2 separate regions of the Mus musculus genome follow, and region 2 is linked to region 1. The links are chromatin contacts, called in public targeted proximity ligation maps. All regions are on one chromosome and are shown on one strand. The core of a region is the stretch at or near the end of the contact, and the rest is flanking DNA. Distances in the headings are between cores, read along the strand shown.

Evidence for each region.
Region 2: a contact with region 1 is called in a targeted proximity ligation map of embryonic stem cells, with 21 read pairs. A contact is called at or near these places in 9 of 39 promoter capture datasets (the 3T3-L1 cell line, cranial neural crest, embryonic stem cells and 4 more), 1 of 484 Hi-C or Micro-C datasets (embryonic stem cells), 11 of 130 datasets of targeted methods (astrocytes, embryonic forebrain, embryonic midbrain and 5 more) and 1 of 9 other capture datasets (adipose tissue).

What each region holds. Positions count from the first base shown.
Region 1 is chr19:28,833,502-28,840,025 of GRCm38.p6, forward strand. It overlaps Slc1a1 (solute carrier family 1 (neuronal/epithelial high affinity glutamate transporter, system Xag), member 1), which reads left to right and starts at 1,634. Exons shown (of 12, transcript NM_009199.3): 1 at 1,634-1,831. The coding sequence starts at 1,741. The region is part of intron 2 of Gm52404 (a long non-coding RNA gene); the gene reads right to left.
Region 2 is chr19:29,362,368-29,369,253 of GRCm38.p6, forward strand. Cd274 (CD274 antigen) reads left to right here and starts at 5,071. Exons shown (of 7, transcript NM_021893.3): 1 at 5,071-5,139. It also overlaps a transcript of Plgrkt not described here.

The sequences.
Region 1 (6,524 bases), core at 384-2,883:
CTCCCCCCGCCCTCAACATTCCCATATAGGAGGAATTAGTTCAATGACCAGACACGGAGGTGGGCTTCTCACTTCAATCCCTCCTCCTCCTCTGTCCTGTAGAGTGAATCTTTTTCTTTCTTTCTTTCTTTTTTTTAGAAAGCTTTCTTTCTTTCTTTCTTTCTTTCTTTCTTTCTTTCTTTCTTTCTTTCTTTCTTTCTTTCTTTCTTTCTTTCTTATGAGTACTCTGCTGCTGTCTTCAGACACACCAGAAGAGGGCATTGGATCTCATTACAGATGGTTGTGAGTCACCATGTGGTTGCTGGGAATTGAACTCAGGACCTCTGGAAGAGCAGTCAGTGCTCTTACCCGCTGAGCCATCTCTCCAGTCTTTTCCTTGATAGTTTGCCCTCTTCGGGAATTTTTATTCCCAGCTCTTCCCCCAAGAAACCAGTAATCTCGAGGGAGTTTCCTCTCTCCTGATTTTTTTCTTTTTTTCTTTTGAGAATTTAACACCTGGAAAGGAGGTGAGATCATTCATAGTATAGTGTGCATGGTTAATAATGCTTAATCCATTGTCTTTTGAAGGGTTTTTAAAAATCACTCTGAACCAAAAGAATGAGGCTTTAATTGGGGGATTCTAGTGGTCGAGTAATCTGGTCAAGGAGAGTCCCCTGACAGCCAACTAAAGAGTAAACCCCAGAATGCAAAAAGGGCACAGGGCTCACTTAGTTAGTGATATGCTAAGGAGATAAGAGTCTGTTTAAAACCTGGCGTGGTGGCACACGCCTTTAATCCCAGCACTCAGGAGGCAGAGGAAGGCGGATTTCTGAGTTCGAGGCCAGGCTGGTCTACAAAGTGAGCTCCAGGATAGCCAGGGCTATACAGAGAAATCCTGTCTCAAAAAACCAAAAAAAAAAAAAAAAAAAAAAAAAAAAAAGGAGTCTGCTTAAGTAAGAGTAAAACCAGAATAAGAAATTCAGGTAGCAAAGTGTGTGACCACACTAACCCAGATTCTCCCAACTACACCCTGTAAGGTATTTGGCCTTGGGGATAGAATAGGCCCGCCCACCTTCCCACACCAGCAGGCCTTAATTACCCAGTAATGGCCACAAGGCGAGTCCCTAGGGGTGCATTTGTTAAGTTGTGCAAGAGATGACCACGCCCACGCGCAAGGTGTACAACCAAGCCTTGGTCCGGGCAGATCCTGTCTGACCCTCGAGTCAGAGAATAATCCCGCAGGGAATATCAGAGAATTAAATAGTCCCGCAGGTAATATCAGAGATCACGTGGGGAAAAAAAACCCCAAAGCTGCTGACAGTGCGTCACCCCAAAGCTGCTCTGACAGTGTGTCCCTTCTTGTGGCTCTGAAGCCTGAGGCCCAAGGCAGAAACGCGTCCCATATCAAATCCCTTCGCACTGGGCTAGGGCTGTGCGTCCCCAAGGAGACTGGTGAGGATCGTAGTGGGTCAGAAGCTCCTCGGTGGGACACCTCCACCGGGAGCCCAAGGGGACTTGATCGCCCCACGCGCACCATCCCGCCGGGACGCTCCGCCCTCCGTCTCGCTGGTTGGCCCGGTCGCTGCAGCGAGCGGCGGCGGGAGGAGCCAGGCGCGCCCGCCACGCAAAACCACCGTGCTCGGTCCCCAGCGGCAGTGGCAGCGCTGACAGCGGCCGGTGCGCGTTGTCTCCACTGTGCCCTGCATCCCGCATCTCGCATCGGCCAGGCTACCCGACTCATCGCAAACGTCAGTGCTCACCATGGGGAAGCCCACGAGCTCGGGATGTGACTGGCGCCGCTTCCTACGGAATCACTGGCTGCTGCTCTCCACCGTGGCCGCCGTGGTACTAGGTGAGTCGCGCGCGGGGGCACCAGGCGCGTGCCCGAGGCCAGGCCGCGTGCGGGACCGGGTGGGCTCGGCGTGGCACGCGCTGCCCGCATTCCCCGGTACTGGGCCCCCAAGCTCCAGATCAACCAGAGCGCTTTGGTGTCACCCGGGGGAAACAATGTTCTTAACCCCCTCCCTCCCCCATACTGGTGCTCCACGGGCTGCTGTCTCTGCTTTCTCCAAAATGATCAGAGGGCGCGTGAAAGGTGGGCAGGGGTCCTTTGAAAACAAGCGGGGTTAAATGGGGTTTAATTTGATCTTCATCCTTAACTGTTCCCACCACTTGCACACACCACCATCACCACCACCACCATCACCTTCGTGCCCAACCGCGACTGTATGAATTACTGTTCTCTGTCAGATTTAAAGAGACATCTGAGCCCGCGGAATGGTGGAGACCTTGGGAATGTTGGAGCAGAGGGTAGATACCTTCTTAGAGGGTACCTCTCCAGTCAGATTCATGCCTCATTTCTGAGCCAGCAGTTGTGGTTCACTGAGGCCACAGGGAACCAGCGCTGAGAGAACCCAACCCCCTTCTTCCTCCTGGGCAAGCTGCTCACCACGTTTTTCTATCGAAAATAATATAAGCTGCTTTTATTTGTTTTCACACTTGGGTGTATTTAAGTGGCCCATGCCTGACATACCGCTGAGCCAGGACTAGGTGGATGTCCGGGCCATTGCTCAGAGATTTGAGTTACTTGTGTTTAGAATCTCATTTTCTGGCCAGGTTGTCTGTATAACCTAAACTTGGCAATGTGCTGTAGGGTGGGAACCCTGTGGGTCTTCACACCCCAGGTGGGGCCATCCAGCAGGTAAGGACAGGTGCACCTTGAGAGAAAGTGGATTCCTAGCCAGGCTCCACCCTCTATCTGGAAGTTACAGCTGCCTCTGCTGGAAAGGGGACGATGGGGCAGCCCCTTCTCCCTGGGCACTGCACCTTGCTCCTGAGTCTGGGAATGCTTGGTGTTGCCTGCTCCTGTCCAAGGTCTTCCCCGCCAAAAATAAAATGCCTTTGGAAGTTAATGGAATCCTTGGGGTCACATGGGTTCCTCCAGAACCTTATGCAAAGGGAAGTCAGGCTTCCAGTAAATAAATAACATCCTGAATCGCATTAACAGAGGATGTTGGTGGGAGGAGAGGAGTGCAAAAGAACCCACTAGTGTCCACTTTCCCAGTGCCAAGTGGTTTAGGGCGTTTTGGGGAAAGGTTTATCACTACATTTAAAGAACAGCTCCTACCAAGGGACTGAATGGATCAGAAGACATAGCCTTGCTTGTTTTCCCAATGATGAAGACAGAATTTATTTTTAAATCTGTTTTGAAAGCCTTGGAGGTGAGCAAAGCTTGTGGCTCCTTCCCAGTTCTGTGTGTCTGAAGCCCTGGGCACTGCAGAGATCCCACTAGGTCACCAAGTGCTTGCCACCAGCAGTTGGCATGAGTGTGGGTGCCCCACAGTTCACATACCAGTTCACTAGAGCCTGCTCCAGAAAGGAAGCCTACCGGTTAGTTGCTCATTGGCCTTTGGACCAGTTGAATAAGCAAAGTCCTCAGGCCAAGAAAGGGTTTGTTTCCTCTTATTTTGCAGGCATGACCTGTGGTCTCGAGTGGACCTGGTTTTAGTGTAGGTGAACCACAGGAACTTGATTCTGGAATTTAGTTTTGAGCCCATAAATTCGCCATGTAAAATTGCAAGTGCCCTGCTGAGGTCTTACAGGCAGTCAGTCCCTTGCTCTTCTCCACTCTGGTATGAGAAACCTCCTGCTTAGAATACCATCGGGGTGCTCGAGCAGACACTTGCTGGGGTCCTCCTCCCTGCTACTCCGAGAACCTTTGCTCTGAATGAAAACTCGAACCTCCCATTGCTCAGACGACACTGGCCGGCCTGGTTAACAAGCAATGGGATCCAAACCCCTGGTCCTAGGTATCTGTTAGCCCTTACTGCGTTACGATGGTCAGCTGTTCTGCAGCTGCCAGAACTGAGCAAGCAAAATTACCAGAGCTCTCACAAAGCCTTCTTTTGGGAGGGTTTTTTTTTTTTGCATGTAGACATTAAAAAAGAAACAAAACAAAACAAAACAAAAATGTTAAACGCTGTTAGTTCCTTAGTGAAATCTTCTGAGTATATGAGTATATCTATGGAAATATTTGGCCCCCAAGATAAGTCAGCAGCTATGACTCTGCAAAATATTTTGGTCAGTGAAACTAAGAGCAAAGTCCCCCTGCCACACACAGACACAGACACACAGACACAAACAGAGAGAGAGAGAGAGAGAGAGAGAGAGAGAGGGTGGTACAAGCCAAGCCTGTATGTAGAAGCAGGAAGATCAAGAGTTCAAGGTCAGCCTCAACTACATAGTGAGTTTGAGACTAGTCTGAGCTATATGAGACGGTTTCAGAAAATGTGTGTGTATGTTTTGCTTAAAGCCTCTGAGTTTCTGAGATACAGCTTGTGAGGGAAAGTACAATTAAAGATCACTTTCATTAGATGTGTGCCGTTAACTTGGATTTTAATGGCCAAGGAGAGATGCGTTGAGATAAATGTTTGACAAATCCTTATTTGCCAGATTGGAATTAAGTAGATGACTGTTTTTGATAATTTCTGTGAAACCCTACAAAATTCTGAAAATAATATTTTTGCCTGAGAGGATCGTTTTAATTGAGTTCACCGTAACTCTTAAAAACATTCCTGGACCCCATAGTGCAGGAGAATAAGCACAGAGCCTAGTCAGGAGCCCTGGACTTGAGTCTGGGTGCTGCTATCTAGATAGGAACATTGCTTAGTCTCAGGGGCCTTCAGCTCCTTCTTAAAAAACTGAGGACATTTGTGACCAGAGTTGATTTAAGATAACGTGGAAATACCCAGTTTGTGGCTGGCATACAATAGGCATCCAGCAAATGCTACATTGGAGAAAATACGAACTTAAATAGGAGAGAATAAATATTTTCTTTAGGAGTGGAGTCTCTTCTCTGCCTGCTGTCCGTGGTAACCCAAGGGTTTCGATGGCATGCTTCATTATCAAGGTCAATACCAGTCTCTGTAATATTTTCCACTTTAGAAGAGAGAGCAGGAGGAGCTGATGACTTTGTTTTAGATCCCGGGCTGGTTCTCAACTCGCAGACAGTCAGCAGGAAGAAATGCTGTGTTCCTAGTGGGAATGATGTCCAAGCAGAATTCCTATGTGTGAGAATTGAGCTATAAACATGGAGTAGGTTATGATGTCGGGGAGAGGCTTGTGGATTCCTCGTCGTACTCGCAGCAGGAAGCATCATTCCTCCTCCAGGCTATGTGTGGAGAGATCTACAATGCCCAGATTGGGGACTCAGAAAAGGCCACAGATATGGCTCGTATCATGGGGAGCTGTCAAACTTGTTCACTGCAGAGCAGTTCCTATGAAGCTCTGAGGAAGTGATCCTGTGTTGTTCAGACTCTGAGTTAGTTCCTCCAAGTTCAGAGTAACCCCCTTAGCCACTCTTGCATCTCCTGCCTTGGGTGGCTCTGGGGACTCCTGACAGTGGTCATTTGGAGGTGACCTTTGCTTTTTGTTGTTCCATTTTCTGACAAGTCTTTGACAGCCCCAAGGACAGGAATCTGCTGTGGCTCACGTGATTCCAGACTCAGCTCTTTGTCTCCCTGGCCTTGGTACAGCAGAATTCAAGAGTGAGTTCCTGCCTGCCTTAATGGGACACGCCTTTAATCCCAGCATTTAGGAGGCAGAGGCAGGTGGGTCTCTGTGAGGACAGCCTGGTCTACAGAGTGAGTTTGAGACCAGGTAGGAAACAAGTTGCACAGATATCTGGGGCATCCTGGCTTCTTGCATGCATAGCAGGGTGGGGTGGCGTGGGCTAGAAGGTCGAGATAGAGAGGAGAACAGGACAGGGTGACATGGTGAACCAGGTTCATGTTCTAGCAAGCTAAAAAGACAGCCTGCTCCAGGCAGCCTGCTGTGGAAGAGCAAGGGAATGAGGGCTATCCAGTAAATCCACTACTGCCTGATGGAGTTTGGTTCAAGTGAGAACTATCTCTAGCAGGATGGAGAGTTCCAGGAAGAGATACAATGTGGAAACGCTGAGCTGAGAGAGCCCCCAGGGGCCTTTGAGTGGAGCTAGGCAGCAGCAAGCAGTGGACAAGTGGGTTCGGAGACAGGCTGCACGGGCGATGGTGTACTAGGTAGATCACGTCAGGGTCAGGGAGAGATTAAAGCCTTGGGGACAAATGAGCCCATTTAGATGGAGAGAAGAAAAGAGCCAGAACTGAGGACTGCAGAGAGGGGGTCCTGACCAGAAACCAGAAGAGTTAAGAACCAAACTGTGGGAGGCGTAGGCGTGGATGCTCAGCAGCATTGAGAGTGGAGGAGGGAGGGCAGGTAACCTCATTGGTGAGCCTTTCTTTGGAGGCATTGGAGTGTGAAAGGGATGGGAGGAAGTGGGGGTTCATGTTAGAGCCAGAGAGCAATTTCTTGTTTCACTTGGTTTGGTGGAGTTTTGAGTCTGCTTTAATTCCAAAAGAAGCAATCTTATCAGTAGAGATAAGAGAGGAGCAGTGGAAGAGAAGGCGAGAGGAAGACCGAGAGAGGAAGAGAGAAGGAGAGAGAGAATATGAATAAATATGAAGAGAAAACACACATGAATTATGCTGGTCTGGACAAGGCCCATGCTT
Region 2 (6,886 bases), core at 3,821-6,320, 530 kb after region 1:
TCACAACCTTTAGGAAGGGCTCTGCATTAGCATGTGTTGGCTCCACACCTTAGAGAAGGCAATCTAGCCTCTTCCAGGCATATCTAGCCTCGCAGGCTTGTATAGATGTTTTTAGTTCCAGTGTTCCTTATTCTGACTTTTAGATCCCTCATTCCAAACATTACTTGGATGGGAAAATTGCAACAGAATCTTTATTTAGTTCTATTTGTGGGAGGAGATGGGTGTTGCTAGGAGTAAATGCTTTTGGAGAGAAACAAGTAGCCCATCCCTAAGGTAGGAAGTAGTGTCTATACGTGCAGACTAAACTTGTCTCCGTTCTGTTCCCAGCTCTGTAACCTGTACGAGGAACAGAGGTCGTTGTACCTTCAGATAAACACTGTGGGAACCAAGAATGTTAAACACACAGGGTTGTAGCTTCAAAGAGAAAGATTTAGAATGTGTTTTCCGCCCAGAAGACTGGGAGCAGAAGTGGTTAACATTTGCACTGTGTGTGCGAGACCTCACCAGATCCTTCCCTCATCATGAGCTGTTTTTCTCAGTCAATCTATAGAACCTATCTTTATGGATAATGTCACATGCAGTCACCCTAGAGACCCCATCTTAATCTATGTTCTACCTTTTCAAAGACTTACATATTCTAGATAGTTCGTATAAATGAAACGGACTTCTTTTGTTTTTGTTATTTTTTTTTTGTTGTTGTTGTTGATGCTGTTGTTGTTTGAGACAGGGTTTCTCTGTGTAGCCCTGGCTGTCCTGGAACTCACTCTGTAGACCAGGCTGGCCTCGAACTCAGAAATTTGCCTGCCTCTGTCTCCCAAGTGCTGGGATTAAAGGCGTGCACCACCATGCCGAGCTGACTTCTTTTACTTTAACACTAGTGTGTGTGTGTGTGTGTGTGTGTGTGTGTGTGTGTGTGTATCTAAGCTATAGTAGGGGCTGGTGAGATGGCTCAGTGGGTAAACATGCTTACCACCCTGAGACCCAGTTCTATTTCTGGGCTCCACATAGTGGAAGGGAAGAACCCATTATTGTTAGCTGTCTTCTGACATCCCTAACTGTTCCACGTATGAGTGTGCACTTGCGCACACAGAGAGTAAATACATGTTAAATGGAAAGAAAAATTAAACAGGTAAACTATAGCATGGATTATGGCTCCATTTCTTGTTGGGACTAAATAGTAGTCCAGTGTATGACTATAAGGCATTTTGTGTGTCCATTGAGACCGATGGACATTTGCATGATTCTATTTAGTCTAGTATGAAGAACATTGCTAGTTTTGTGAGCATGTTGTCAGTTGTCTTGGGTAGTAGGGGTAGAATGGCTGGGGCATACAGTAGTAAGTCAAGGCCTTAAAATCCACACACTGTGATTGATGGCAGTGGATGAGGACGCTCACCTGACAGTCCACCTGTGTGGCCGCTGTGTAGCAGACACTGGGGCATCGTTCCGGGTTTCACTCCCACTTGTATCCTTTCCTGAACACGTAAGCTTCCACAAGTTACTTGAGCGAGATGTCTCCAATTACACAGCCCTGAAGTGGAGGTGACTCCAGGAAGCACAACTCATAATACAAGTTAGGTAACCTAGTGTATGCACCCGTTTTACTATTACTGACACTTTTAATCATTACTGTGATTTCATCTTATTAATTTGATAGGCTTTTTTTTTTTTAAATGATGCTGTAGCCAAGGAAGACTATTCCGAGCAGGGGCCGCCGGTACATCTCAGAGTGTAACCTGAATCAGATGAAGCTTCATGTGGCGCAGCCCAAGCATTTCATAGCATCCCAAGAGAAGCTTGACTGGGGAAGCCCTGGGGAATAGTGATGAGGGTGTGGGCTTTAGCCTTCCTAGGCTGTATGTAAATAACCGCACAGCTGATGAGCAGGAAACTTGTAGCTGTTTCTCTTTAGGGTGCTTTTCAGCTGTGATGTCAGTATTGACTAAGCACCTGCTTGCTAACTTCCTTCTCCTGCAACCCATGCAACGCACATGACCCTGCTCTCAACCTGTGAATCTCAGCCTGTTCTCCTCCCCTGAGTGATCTTTTCCTCTTCCTCCTCCTCCTCTTCCTCATTCCCCTTCAGAAAATAGTCCCTGAGCTCTGAGAACTAGGGCTGTAGAGAGCTTATCCAGTTACGGGCACCCCAAAGCACCAAGGTTTGATTCTTAGCAGCTTACAACTAACTGTAACTCCAGACCCACGCAGCCTGACCCTTGCTTCTGGCACTCTCCAATGACTTTGCATTACCACTGGGAACCAACCTTTCTCCTTAACCCTCCAGGCCCTCTGAGACGTGATGAGAGCCAGCCTTTCAGTCTAGACTGCAGCACAGTAATATTCTCTGCAGGAACTGTCCACGCTTGCTCCCCTTCAGCCTTTGCAGTTTGTCCCTCCTGCAGGTTGGGTATCTCCGGAATCACTTTGTGTAGTGCCTTACCCTTGAGATGGTTGCTTGGTCTTCATCGTCAGCTAAGCAGACTGGGAGCAGCAAGGAGGTTTATCTCCCTGAAATGAGTAGGCCAGGTGGGGTATGAACAGGAAACAGCAAGATTAGAAATGACATTAGAGATTTGTTCCACTCTTCAGTCTTGGCTAGCCGCTGTTTTTCTCTTGTCTGACCGTTTCTCTATTCATTTTGTCCAAATCACAAAAACTCATATCATTTTCAGGGATACTTATCTCCTTGCCTAGGCTATTTTGGCTTATGTGTATTTTTGAGATGGTGATTTTATACACACACACACACACACACACACACACACACACACACACACACATATATACATGTATACATGTATGTGTGTGTGTATAAAAGTCACATCCTCACTTTCTATTTCTGGAGGATACCAAAACTTCATTAAGGGGGCATGGACAACTTCATGGGAGAATAAATGTCGGAGGAGTAGAAACAGGTGGAGGAGTGGGGGTGGGGCGACTCTTCAGATTACTCATATGCAAATCAGCGAAAGCAGCAGGCCCCAGTTCCCATGGAGAGCTTCAGAGAGACCAGGTTCAGTCACCCCTTGCCTTCTCTGTGGAGAATTTATGTAGACTGTAAGCAATGCTTTAACAAAACAAACAAAACCAAACCACCTCACCTCTTCTAGCTTTAGAAGGAATTCACATATCATAGAGACTACTAAGGGGGTGTGGCTTAATCCTCACCTCTCAGATCCTTATGGAACCAAGGGAACTCAGCTAAGGAGTGGGTCTCTAAAGTGAATTTTTTACAGATCTGAATAGTCACAACCATACTAACATATCATAAAGCTTGGCCAGGCGTGGTGGCGCACACCTTTAATCCCAGCACTGGGGAGGCAGAGGCAGGCGGATTTCTGAGTTCGAGGCCAGCCTGGTCTACAGAGTTCCAGGACACAGAGAAACCCTGTCTCGAAAAACCAAAAACAAACAAACAAACAAACAAACACAAACCTATTAACTAGAAATATGTTTTGTCTGTGCACGTGTATATACACACACATATGTTTAGACTGAATTTCCACATATAAAGTCTATATTTTATTTTCAGTCAGCCAACTAATGTTATCTCTAACTTTAATTGCTTTATTCTATTATTGGGGTTCAAAAGACATTTGGAAGAGGGACTATCTCAGCTGAGGCTCTGGTCTTATTCCAATTTTATTGTTGCTGTTTAGAGTGCCACATTCTCTATAGATCCTTTAGGCAGCATCAACCCCAATGACTTCCAAGTTAAAAATGGAGATGCTTTGAGAATGTGAAAATCTCATTACAACTAAGCCAGCGGACACCCCAGTATTCACCCAGTGCACTACTTTGGAATAGTAGTTTTAGTAAGTAAGTGGGGGAAAGCAGAGAATGAAGAAGGCCCTTGAAGTCCAACAGTGAAATGTTTAAAGATGACAGTGCTCTGTGGAGTTCCCAAGGTTTTGTCTTGGAAAAAGTCCACACTTCCAGTTCGCAGAAAGTCTTTCTCAACATCATTTAGAATAGACTTCCCCCACCTGGATCCCGAGACTGGCCGTGATCCACAGCGTTCACAAAGGGCACGGTTCGAGATGGGAAGTTCTTGAACGGCAAGACAACTGGTTTCATTATGTCGAGGAACTTTGAGGAAGTCACCAAATCCACGATTTAAAAATATATTTCCTATTATACAGACACACCTACTTTCTAGAATTAAAACTGAGTCATTTGCTTGATATTAACTCTATAGGTTGTATAACTCTATATGTAAAGTCATGTCAAGACTGTCACGTATCCACGTATCCAGAAAGGGCTTGAAAGAGATGGGGAATCGGATGGTAATTTGAAGTGTCTGGATTCTGAAGATAAAATTTAAGTCAGAGATCTTATGACTTCAGATATTTTGCTTCTAAAGCGCTCACTGCTCAAGCCTGAAGATTTGAAATTCGGGTCCTCATTACCCATAATAAATGCAGTGATGGCCCATTTCTGAGACCCTAGCCCTGGCAGCAGGGGCGCGGATGGGGATCCCTGGACCACGCTGGCCGGCTAGTTTGGCCAGCTGCGAGCCCGAGGTTAGGTAAGAGAGACCCTCTTTCAAAAATCAAGGTGGGAGCTGTAGAGGAAGGCAACCTATGTGGATCTCCAAGCACACGCTCCCCCCCACCCCCACCCCCGACCTCAGGTTCCACTCCCACCCAAAATAGAGCTGAGTTGTTTACTCTGGACTGTTTCTTTGAGGGAACCTGATTTACAAGAAAGCTAATGCAGGTTTCACTTTCACTTTTAGTTTCGTTTTTAAATAGTGTTTGTTTGTTTTTGTTTTTATCGACAGCCTCTCAGTAGCAGCCCGGTTGTCTTGGAGCTCTCTCTATAGACCAGAGACTCACCTGCCACTGGCTCCTGAGTACTGGAATTAAGGCGTGTGTCACCGCACCGAAGCCTAGTTTCGTTTTTTCTTAAACTGTGAATATCCCAAAGCTGACTCTAAAGTCATCCGCAGGAAATACTATGAGATAAACTCATGCTCAAAGGGACTGGGTGGCTTCGGTTTCACAGACAGCGGAGGTTGGACAAGGCTTCCGCGGAGTGGGCGGGGCTCTGAACTCGAGATAAGACCAGGAAATCGTGGTCCCCAAGCCTCATGCCAGGCTGCACTTGCACGTCGCGGGCCAGTCTCCTCGCCTGCAGGTAAGGGAGCATCTTCTCGCGGAATCCGCTTGCAGGGCACTTTAAAGAGCCAGAATCCCTAGACCTTTTTAGGACGGAGAAGGGAACCGGTTTCCTGGGAAAGTTAAGAACTCAGAATCCGCAGTTTTGTGTGTTTATGGATCTTGTGGGTAGGTAGCTGGGTCAGAAGAGATGAATTAATTGGTCCTAGCGCGACTTGACTGTTTGCTAGCAATGACTGGGTCTTTCCACTTGAAGCATCTCCGGAGGTCCCTTCCTCTGTCGAGGTCTAGGATGCTGGAGCTTAAGATTTTCATTCTATCTGCCCAGAGAACCTAAAGGATTTTTGGAAGAAAATGTCCCAAACAGTTCTTAGATACAGTGACCTAGGCTATGTTAAAGTTTAGGTTGGGGTTGTCATAAGAGGTGAAAGTACAATATTCTATCTTTTTTTAAAAATAAATTATTACAGGTGCTTTCCTATGAATTACTTAGCCAGTTTTTTTTTAATTGCTATATTCCATTGTGCTGGGTTATTAAAGGGCATCACTCTCCCACTGAGGAATGCACAGGTTAGTAATAGTGCCTTACTAGCTCAGTCATCCACTGACCATCTGTGTATGTGACTGTCTGGAATATGGCTAGGTATTTCATTTAGATAAACTCTTATATGTATAAGTACTTCATTATGTTTGAGTGTCTGAAAGGCCTTTGTGTAGAAAAAAAAAAAACAACAACCTGAGAATACATTCCAGAAAGTATCCGCAGCTGATGATGATAGTGACCAAGCGGTGTTTAAGGAGAACTTTATACAGGGAAAATATTCACCTTTCCCAGCTGAGCATCATAGATAGGAAGACATGATAGTGGTTATATGCTGCTCTAAGGAGGGATGGAGAAGGGATGGATTTGAGCACAGGGTTCAGGATCATTTGATAGAATTTGAAAACTGGGTAAATTTTCACTCTTTTGAGAAAGGAAGTTTGCATCTGCTTCCCCTCCCCGCCCCAGGCACTCTTCCCCCCCCCATCCCCCCCCGTGCCCCCCCCCCCCATGGGAAGATAAAGAAGTGGCGTTCCAAGATCTTCATCTGGACTTCCCCTGGGACAAACCTATTTCCCCATCTTGAATGAGCGTCACTTCTTTACTTTAAACTCTGTTCTGTGAAAGGCTCTCAGCTCTTGTCTGGGAATTTGTGAAAGGTTACAGTTTCTTGCCGGAGGGAGGGAGAAGGTGACCCTGGACTCTTAGCCCATGTAAGAGGTGCAGGTTTAGAGGTCAAAGGCCATGCTGATTTACATGGTCCCTGAATTTCCCCTTTTGATCTACTGCTCACACCTGCACCCTGAGAGCCAGGGAGGGGAGGATATGATACTGAAGAAGGTGACTATCAGACCCAACCCATCACCTTTCAGACTTTATACTAAGCTTTAAAGCAGACTCATAAGCAATAGATAACTGTTCCAACTGAGTCTGCCATCAACGTAGGAAAAATTAGGTACAGTCTTCAGTGGATATCATGTACCTCATTGTGACTGTCTAGTACTCGGCTTGGCCATTTCTCCCAGGGCCTCATTGCAACAGTCACTGTGTCCTCACAGGCCTGGATGTCATCCTGCCTCATCTGCTTGGGCAGATGAACTGGAGAGATATGATTAATAATGAGTCATTTGATTTTGCTCTTTTTGTAAATGTCCTTGGTTTGGTTTGGTTTGTTTATTTTTTGTTTTGTTGTTGTTGTTTGTTTTTATTTTCATGCTCTTGTTGT